3 separate regions of the Mus musculus genome follow, and regions 1 and 3 are each linked to region 2. A link is a contact called in public promoter capture Hi-C data. All regions are on one chromosome and are shown on one strand. The core of a region is the stretch at or near the end of the contact, and the rest is flanking DNA. Distances in the headings are between cores, read along the strand shown.

Region 1 (2,700 bases), core at 10-2,509, about 42 Mb after region 2:
AGCTGAGGTGTCAACCGGGCAGTGGTGGAGCACACCTTTAATTCCAGCACTTGGGAGGCAGAGACAGGCAGATTTCTGAGTTCCAGGCCAGTCAAGTATATAGAGTGAGTCCCAGGACAGCCGGGGCTACACAGAGAAACCCTGTCTCGAGAAAACAAAACAAAACAAAACAAAAAAACAGAAACAAAACAAACAAACAAAAAAAACAGAAACAAAACAAACAAACAAAAAAACTGCGGTGCCATGCCACCTTCTCCCCCAATAATAAATGAAAGTAGAATTTATGTGAGATCGAAACATCTTTCTCACTTCCCAAGATTATTTTTATAATTCAAGAGTGGTAGACAGTGATTGCTGCTCACAAAGCCAAAGCAAACCATGGTGTATCTAATCCCACAAGGTGCGTGGAAGGAAAGGCTCGAAAGACGCAAAGTAACAACGATTGAAGAAATTATGCAAAGGGGAGTTAATAGACTTTATTTCCACAATAGGAACTTCCTTATCCAATAATGATCAGGAAACTCTACCTCAGAAAACTTAACGACTCGCTCATGCTTGCATGCATTCATTCATTCAACGTTCTAAGTGCCTACCGTGTTCTAGGCCCTGGAGGCGCTGCTGGAGATGAAGGATGCGCAGCAGACCAAGTCCCTGACCACAAGGAGCTCCCGTCAATCACAGCTAACTTTTATGACTTTAAACCGCAGCTGTCACTCTGGAGAAGTCCAGGAAGCAGGTTTTCCAAGCCAGGTTCACAGAACCTCAGGCTGACTAGCGGGCCGAGTTCCGCCCCCCCCAGAGACCAGCGATCGCTTTCACCGAGCAGGCTCCACAGACACTCAACACCCCTTGACAGCGGAACCTGAACCTCACACACCCTGTCACCCCGCCCCCTCCCTGGCAACGTCATCCAGGGGCGCCAGGGACCGGAGGAAAGCGCTGTTAACGGCACTTCCTCGTCACGTGACGATCACGCCCCTCCCCGCGCGTGCTCCCTCCCCCTCCAGCCGCGGGTCGCGATTCCGCTCCCTGCGGCCTGCAGTCTGGGAGCCGCCTCGGGCCGACGACGCACCACGGAGCCGGACCGGATGCTCTCTAGGGAGAAAGGCGAGCCAAGCCGAATCCCCGAAACTCTCCGCCGCTCGAGACCGGAGGAGGAGAAGCGAAACAGGCGGGAATCGGTGGGGGAGGGCGGGAGCTAGCGGAAGGTGTCATGGCGGCCGCGGTGGTGGTCACGTGCTCCGGAGGCCCGCCCCGGCGTTTCCGGTCACGTGCCCTCAGCGCCCTCGCAGCCAGCGATGGAGGCGAGACCCCCCGGCAACAGAGGCGGTGGCGACGGCTGCGGCCGCAGGGGTTCAGCCTCCTCCGTGCAGCGGCTGTGAGAAGCGCGGCGGAGGCAGATCCGACGGGACGCGCTTCCCGCGCCCCAGACCAGAGACCGTAGCTCCCACCTGGTAAGTTGAGACCGAAGAATGGGGTTGGGCGGGCGTGGAGGGTCTGACAGGCCCCGGGGGCGCGGGGCCAGGCGGATCGAGCCCTTCGCTGTAGTCGTCTCCACGACACTACAGGCTGGCTGTGTGGTTTGCCTTTCTTCTCCCGGAATGGGAAGGAGGTGCCCTGACCCTTAATCTACTGCCCGAAGGCATTAGGTTCTTCCGCTGGGAGGGACTGGAAGGATCAGACTCACCTGAGAACGAAGGAAGTGAGGCTTCTCCGAGACACCGAGGCCCTTCCCGTTAGGGAGCCTGCCCGGGAGAGGCTTTCTTTTCCTGTTAAAGAAGTCCTCTAACCTTGGTGTCCTCGTGCCTTCTTGCTTCCACCTGTCATCCTGCTCTTCAAACTGTTATTAAAACTTGAGCCACGCACCCAGTTCTAGCTATGACCAGTTTGACAGTCATGTAGTGTAAAGTGAACCATCAATACATGGAAGTATGTGATTATTTTTATAAATTCTCCAGTGTTCTTAGAAACTAAATTCATGTGAAGTTGACCTCACATGTCTATTTTACCATCTGCAAAACAAGGGTGGGGAAAAGATGTTAAAACGTATGCCCAGGGCTACAGTGAAATGGCTCAACTGGTAAAGGTGCTTGCTGCCAAACCTGAGTTCCATCTCTGGGACCCACGTGGTGGAGGGAGAACCGATCTCCGGAAGTTGTGTCCTCAACGTATACACAGTTTAATTTGGGATTTTTGTTTGCTTGTTTTTGTTCTTCGTTGTTGGCTTTTGTTTGGTTGGTTTGGCTTTCTGTCTTTTGATGTTGTCCATTTAAAGACACCAGTTTAAAATATGGTAAAACAGGTTTCTGAGTTAGGAATGCAGCTTAAAGCTAAGAGTTCTTGCTAGGCACCTGTAAGATCCTGGGTTTCATTTCCAGAACTGGCAAAAAAAAAAAACAGGACTGTAGGTAGAGCCCAATGTAAATTGCTTGGTAAGCATGCAGGCCTGGGTACAGAAAACTGGCTTGAAGCACACTAAGGGCTTGGCTCCAATCAATATTCTCAATATCTAGCCTTGTGACTTCCTTTCCTTCCTCTCCTGACCCTCCATTTCCCACACAGGTTTTCTCTGTATAACAGCCCTGACTGGCCTTGAACTCACAGGGATCGATTGCCTCTGATTCTTGAATGGTAAGATTAAAGGTGTACACTACCACACCTAACCCTAGACTTGTGATTTCCTTTTTTTTTTAAGTTGGT
Region 2 (2,700 bases), core at 122-2,621:
GCGGTGTTTCTTCCACCTGGAAAGCTCTTCTTCCCACTCTCCATCTGTTAACTCCCACTCAGCCTTCCTCGACAGAAAAGTCACCCATCCGGCCGGTCTCACCAGTCTCTCCCACTCTGCGGCCTGCTGCCACAGCACCCTGGGTTACCACCATCACAACACACAGTAATTGTGACTGTCCAGCTCTGCCTTTGGCTCCCTGAGTAGATAAAAGTACCAGGGACTTCCACTGACCACTCCCTCCTGGACCCAGCAACCAAGTTCTGCCCTCAATGGGCCTCATCTCACAGAATACCCAGTAGCGCACCAAACAGTGGTTCCAAAGTGCCTCCTCACCACAGGAAACTAGGGACAAACAGGGACAGGACAGCCACAGCCAAGGCGAAGGAAAAGACCTGTTTAACCTTGCCTTCCTGAGCAGAGGGTGAGAAACAAAAAGGTCAAGAGTCCACGAAGGCTGGTGAGAGTGAAAAGAGTAGGTAGACACAGAGGTGAGCACAAAAGAGCAGGCAAGAGGAAGGAAAGAGAAAGGCACCCTAGAGGAGGAAGACTACGACAGGGGGGACAGGGGAGTGGGCCCAAATCCCAAGAGAGCTGAGTCAGAATGATAGGTGGAGGTGATGTAGATCCCAGTGGGAAGAGATGGGGGCTGGGGGCTGCGGGGAGAAGAGTCTAAGAGACTTAGAGAGGGTCCCCAATAGACGAGGAAGACGGGCTGGGAATGACAGCGAAGTAGACACAGGCCCGGCGACAGGAAATAGACTTGATGATACTGGCAAGTGGCTAAAAGACTTAGGGAGTGAAAGGGAGGATACTAAGAGACTCAGGGGCGCTCAGGGAGATTTGAGGAAAAGACTCCGGATTAGAAGGCGCACGCCCGGGAAGGCAGCTGCGGGGCTCACCTGCGCGGGGGGGCGGCGGCTCCTCGCACTCGGGGCTCATCGGGGCGCCCCTGCCGCCCCGCCGCCGGCGGCTCCGGCCCTGTCGAGGGGCCGGCTAAGAGGGGCGGGGGCGGCGCCGGTGGGCTCGCGCAGGCGCCCGGGCCGGAGCTCGCGAACCCGCGCAAGCGCCCTCCAGTCACAGGGAATCCCCTGCCTCACCACCGAGCTTCGACGAGTTCGGGTCGTCGCGAAAAAGTAGGCGCACTCGTTCCACCGCAGAGCTCCGTGGCCGACGCGAGGCCCGCGCAGGCGCCTCCGAAGCAGGGCGACGGGGGAAGTCGCCGCGGGTTACACACTGACACGCCGGCACCCGCGGGACAGGAAAAAGAAGCCTCCGCAGCCCGACGGGTGCAGAATTGCACCGAGAGCCGACGCCCGTCCCCTCGGCTTTACTGTCACCCGAAGCGGCTGGGTCTCCCCGGCCCCAGCCGTCCACCTTAAGGCCTCCGACGCAGGGCTACCTCCGCCACTGTCCCACAATGCCCCGAGCGCGGGAGGACGCAAGAAGACAGGCTCCGCCCTCTCGTGGTCGCTCTCCGTGCGCAGGTGCGCGAGAGGCCGCTAGGTCGGCCTGGCGAGGCGCGTGCGCGGTGAGCGCTGGCGCCCAGAACCCGCCCACTCCGGAACTCCGCGGCTGTCCGTGCCCACGGTTGCCAATGTTCTCTCCCTGAATAAACCTAGAGGGCCCAGTGCGCAGGCGCTGCTGCAGCCAGAACCCCGTTTTCTGTGACTACATTCCAAAATCCGCTGAATATTCGGTTCTAGGATCTTTCGCCCTGAAAGCTACCTTCGGAAATCCGATTGTTATTCCGACTCCTTCAACCATATTTCTTTGACTCGAGTCAACTCCTAAGAAATCCATTCCAACTTTTCGTCCTCACGCGAAGCTGGTTGCTTTTGTTCAGTCGGGTTCGTCCCGGATGCCTAAGCGTCTGCCGAGGTTTTCTGGCTGACCTCCTACTCAGGCATTTGCCCAAGCCGCGTCTACTGTTGCCAGTTGCTGCACAAAGCCTCCTCTTGTAACAACCGGGAGGAACCCCTTAACGCCGGGATTCAGTCACTAAAGGGCCTTTTCTAGCGCTGAGCCTCGGTTTACCCCAACTTTCATCCCCTGCTCCTTCGTGCCCGTTTTAGAGGTCAGCTGTAAGGACTAGATAAATGCATGTAAGAAACATTAGTTTTCCTTTTTTAAAACAGCAGATTAGGACTTTATATTTCGGGGACATTTCACGTCAGTCATTATTTTGACTTTCAAGGGATGTAGATATTTTTCTCCACCCCTTCTCAAATGGCTTTAATGGACTTGCACAGATTAACACCTGTCAGTAATTTTTTTCGTCTTGTCTCTCCTGGGCTGTGCTGCTTTTAATTTTTGTTCGATCTTGTATCAACTGAGTTCTGTGTAAGAGAGCACCTTCATATTAAAAGTGAACACTAGCTCTGCTCCCTGTCTCCTTTAAGTTCAGCCTGCCCCCCCCCCCCACCCCACCCCCAATTCCAGGATGGGTCTTCTCTCCCCAGTTAGACCTTTCTGGAAACTCATACACACACTGGAGATGTGTTTCCATGGTGATTCTAAATCCTGCCAACTTGGCAATGAAGATTAACTTTCACACAAAACTTCAAGGATGTCGAGCTGGCTTCATGGGCAAAGGTGGCTGCTGTGCAAGCCCATAACCTGGCTCAACTTAAAATTCGATCCCAATACCCACATGGGAGAAAGGGAGAATCAATGCCCCACACTGTCCTCTAACCTCCA
Region 3 (2,700 bases), core at 130-2,629, about 26 Mb after region 2:
CTCATGTGTGTTCCTTCAGAAAGCCCTCTCTGTCCATCTAAGGCTGTTTCAGACAATTGTCTCCATCCCATCCTGTGGGCTTTCTCCATCCCATACTACACAACTATACCTGAGCTTATCCATCTCACTCTGAGATGCTTCCTGCAAGGAACTCATCTCTCCCTTTGGAAATAGGGCCCCAGGCTGACACCCTCACCCCCACCCCCGCCAATGCCCAACAGAGATCAGCACAGAGTTAGTACTGTATGTATGATTCTTCTCTGGGTCCCTGACACGCAGTGCCAATCCAGTTGCACGGCATAGACTGGGCAACTCTGATGAATAAAATAACCAGCTGCCAGATGGGGATTCGGGGATTTGCTAGACTGGGCTTTTTCCCTCCTCCGTGTCCCTGCAACCCCAAGTTCATCCCTGGGTCTCACCCTCAGAGTCTGTCCCCTGCCAGCCCATGAAGCTCCCCAAGGCAGGATGGGATCTGACTGTTTCTGTGCCTGGAGCATGGGGCCTGCACAGAGGAGGTCTCAGTGAATGTCTGTGGAGTGAGGGAATGAATGGATGAATGAGCGGGAGCAGTATGGAGGAGGGGAGATGAAGACAAGGAGATGGAGAAGCCCCAAGGCTCAAGTGGAACGGAGGCGGGAGGCGCGATGTTGGCCTCGAGTAAGGATCGGGAAGCGGCGGGAGAGACTTCGATAAAGGTTCAGATCGATGTCGGTGGAGGGATTGAGAGCGCGTGGCGTGGGATGAAAATGAAGAAGAAAAGGGTCAGGCAGGGGATGGAGTGAGATGGGGGTGGGGCTCAGGAATGAGAAAGGGGCTGTTGGGAGCAGGAGGTGGTGGTCGGGAGGGTGACTGGGGATGAGGATGCTGAGGAGGGCGCTGGAGTGGGGGCTGGTTTCCAGGGAGCCTCGGCAGACGCCTGCAGGGGGGAAGCCCTCATGGGGCGCGCGGGTCCTTCCCTGAACCAGCCCCCTTTTCTCAAGTCCGGATCCTCCGCCACTGTCACCCCTTTTTCAGGGCCCAGAAGGGGGAGGGAGGAAATGTGCGCTGAGGGGGCGGGGTCGAGGCCCGGGCCGCGACCCAGGACCGCACCGAGGTGGAGACCGTAGGGGACCGCGAGGAAGGGTGAGGGGCGGCGCGCAGGCCGCGGGCTCGGGCGGGGCCGGGGGCGGGGCGCGCAGGGCGGGGCCGCGCGGACAGACTGGCACGCGGACACACAGACTGATGGCCCCGAGGGCCCCTCACCACCATGGTCGCGGTAGCCTCCTCAGACCCCGGCGGCTTTCGAGCCCTCGTTCGCAGTCCTCGCCACCGCCGCCTCCGCCGCCATGGTGACACAAAGGGGAGGGCGTGAGGCGCGCGCGGGCGGTCGCAGGCTCCTCCCCTAACGGCTGCCGGGGGGGTCTCTGGCGCGCGCCCCATGAGGGGCGGGCCAGCGGGCACGCGGAGGCCCTTCTCATTGGCTCCAGTTTTGGCCTGAGGGCTACGCCCCGCCCACAAGGCGGCTGCTTATTGGCTTTGAGTGCTGCTCTACTTCCCGCCCCCATCCCCGCCCCGTCTCTCCAGTCCCACCCCCCGAAGTTTGACAGCGCCACGCCCATGGATGGTTGGCATTGGCTGTCAGGGCCCTCCTGAGATAAAACCCTGTATTCTTTATGCTCCGCTGCCGCCACTTCTCTCCTTAAGCAGCCTGCCCTTTCCTCCCGCGGTCGCTCCTCGGACGTGCTTCATTGGGTTCGCCTACGACTATCCCCCACAAGCAGCCTTTTCGAAATGCGGGTCCTCCAGTCCCCACGCTGTCAGTCCTGATCCTGACCCCGCCCACAAGCTTTTTGATCTCGCACACCCCGCTGTGTCCCCACCCTAGGCTCTGTGCGACTTGGCCTCCCCCTATTCACTGGACATCTTTCCTTGTTTCCCTATATTCGCTTATTTGAGGCTAGCCTTTGACATCTTTTTCTAGGAAAAGCTTCTGTATGGAATGCTATGACATTCATGCCTCTCAGAAAGCCAGGTGCAGTCTTTTTTCTTTTTTTAAACGATAGAGAAGTGCCTAGAAAGCATTGCAGCCACACCCTTTCCGGAAGGATGCTTTCACTGATCTGGACCTGAGCAGGCCTCTCGTTTCGGTAGCACGCTCCCGGTCCAGGCTTTTAAAGACTTTGATTATTTAATTCGGGGATATACCAATAATCAAAAAAAAAAAAAATACAGCCTTACCCATATGGAAGCTCAAAGGCTAGTATGAACTAGGTGATTTCGGTTTGTAATCTCAGCACTGGAAAAGTGGGTGCAGGAGAATCATGAATTTGAGGCCAGCTTGAGCTGCATAGTGAAAATCTGTCTCAAACAAACCAAATTAGGGACTGGAGAGATGGCTCAGCAGTTAGCACTGACTACTCTTCCAGAGTCCTCAGATTTCTACTCCCTGTTCCAAGCACCCACATGACTGTTCACCAGCTACAGCTCCAAGATGTCCAGAAGATGCTCTCTGTGGGCACTAGGCACACATGGAACCCCCAACATATACACAGGCAAAATACCTGTATGCATTAAATAAAAAAATTTAAAACCTCCAAATCAAAGGCTGATGGGGGAAGATAATGAACAAAATAAATATAAATATGTATCATCCGAGAGAAAAGCTAGTTGGGATGGCGAAATATGGAAAGTGCTGGGTGGGGGGAGGGAATAAGTGTA

The links. Promoter capture Hi-C pulls out the DNA fragments that hold promoters and counts their contacts.
Region 1: a promoter capture Hi-C map of pre-B cells shows a contact between it and region 2. The contact joins the promoter of Gtf2h1 here to the promoter of Ppp6r1 in region 2. A contact is called at or near these places in 3 of 39 promoter capture datasets (cranial neural crest, frontonasal cranial neural crest and pre-B cells).
Region 3: a promoter capture Hi-C map of pre-B cells shows a contact between it and region 2. The contact joins the promoter of Arhgap33 here to the promoter of Ppp6r1 in region 2. A contact is called at or near these places in 3 of 39 promoter capture datasets (cranial neural crest, frontonasal cranial neural crest and pre-B cells).

Annotation. Positions count from the first base shown.
Region 1 is chr7:46,794,835-46,797,534 of GRCm38.p6, forward strand. Gtf2h1 (general transcription factor II H, polypeptide 1) reads left to right here and starts at 1,260. Exons shown (of 15, transcript NM_008186.4): 1 at 1,260-1,454. It overlaps Hps5 (HPS5, biogenesis of lysosomal organelles complex 2 subunit 2), which reads right to left and starts at 1,047. Exons shown (of 23, transcript NM_001005247.2): 1 at 594-1,047.
Region 2 is chr7:4,657,579-4,660,278 of GRCm38.p6, forward strand. Ppp6r1 (protein phosphatase 6, regulatory subunit 1) reads right to left here and starts at 1,372. Exons shown (of 24, transcript NM_172894.2): 1 at 903-1,372.
Region 3 is chr7:30,533,681-30,536,380 of GRCm38.p6, forward strand. Arhgap33 (Rho GTPase activating protein 33) reads right to left here and starts at 1,380. Exons shown (of 22, transcript NM_178252.3): 1 at 1,246-1,380; 2 at 423-532. The coding sequence starts at 500.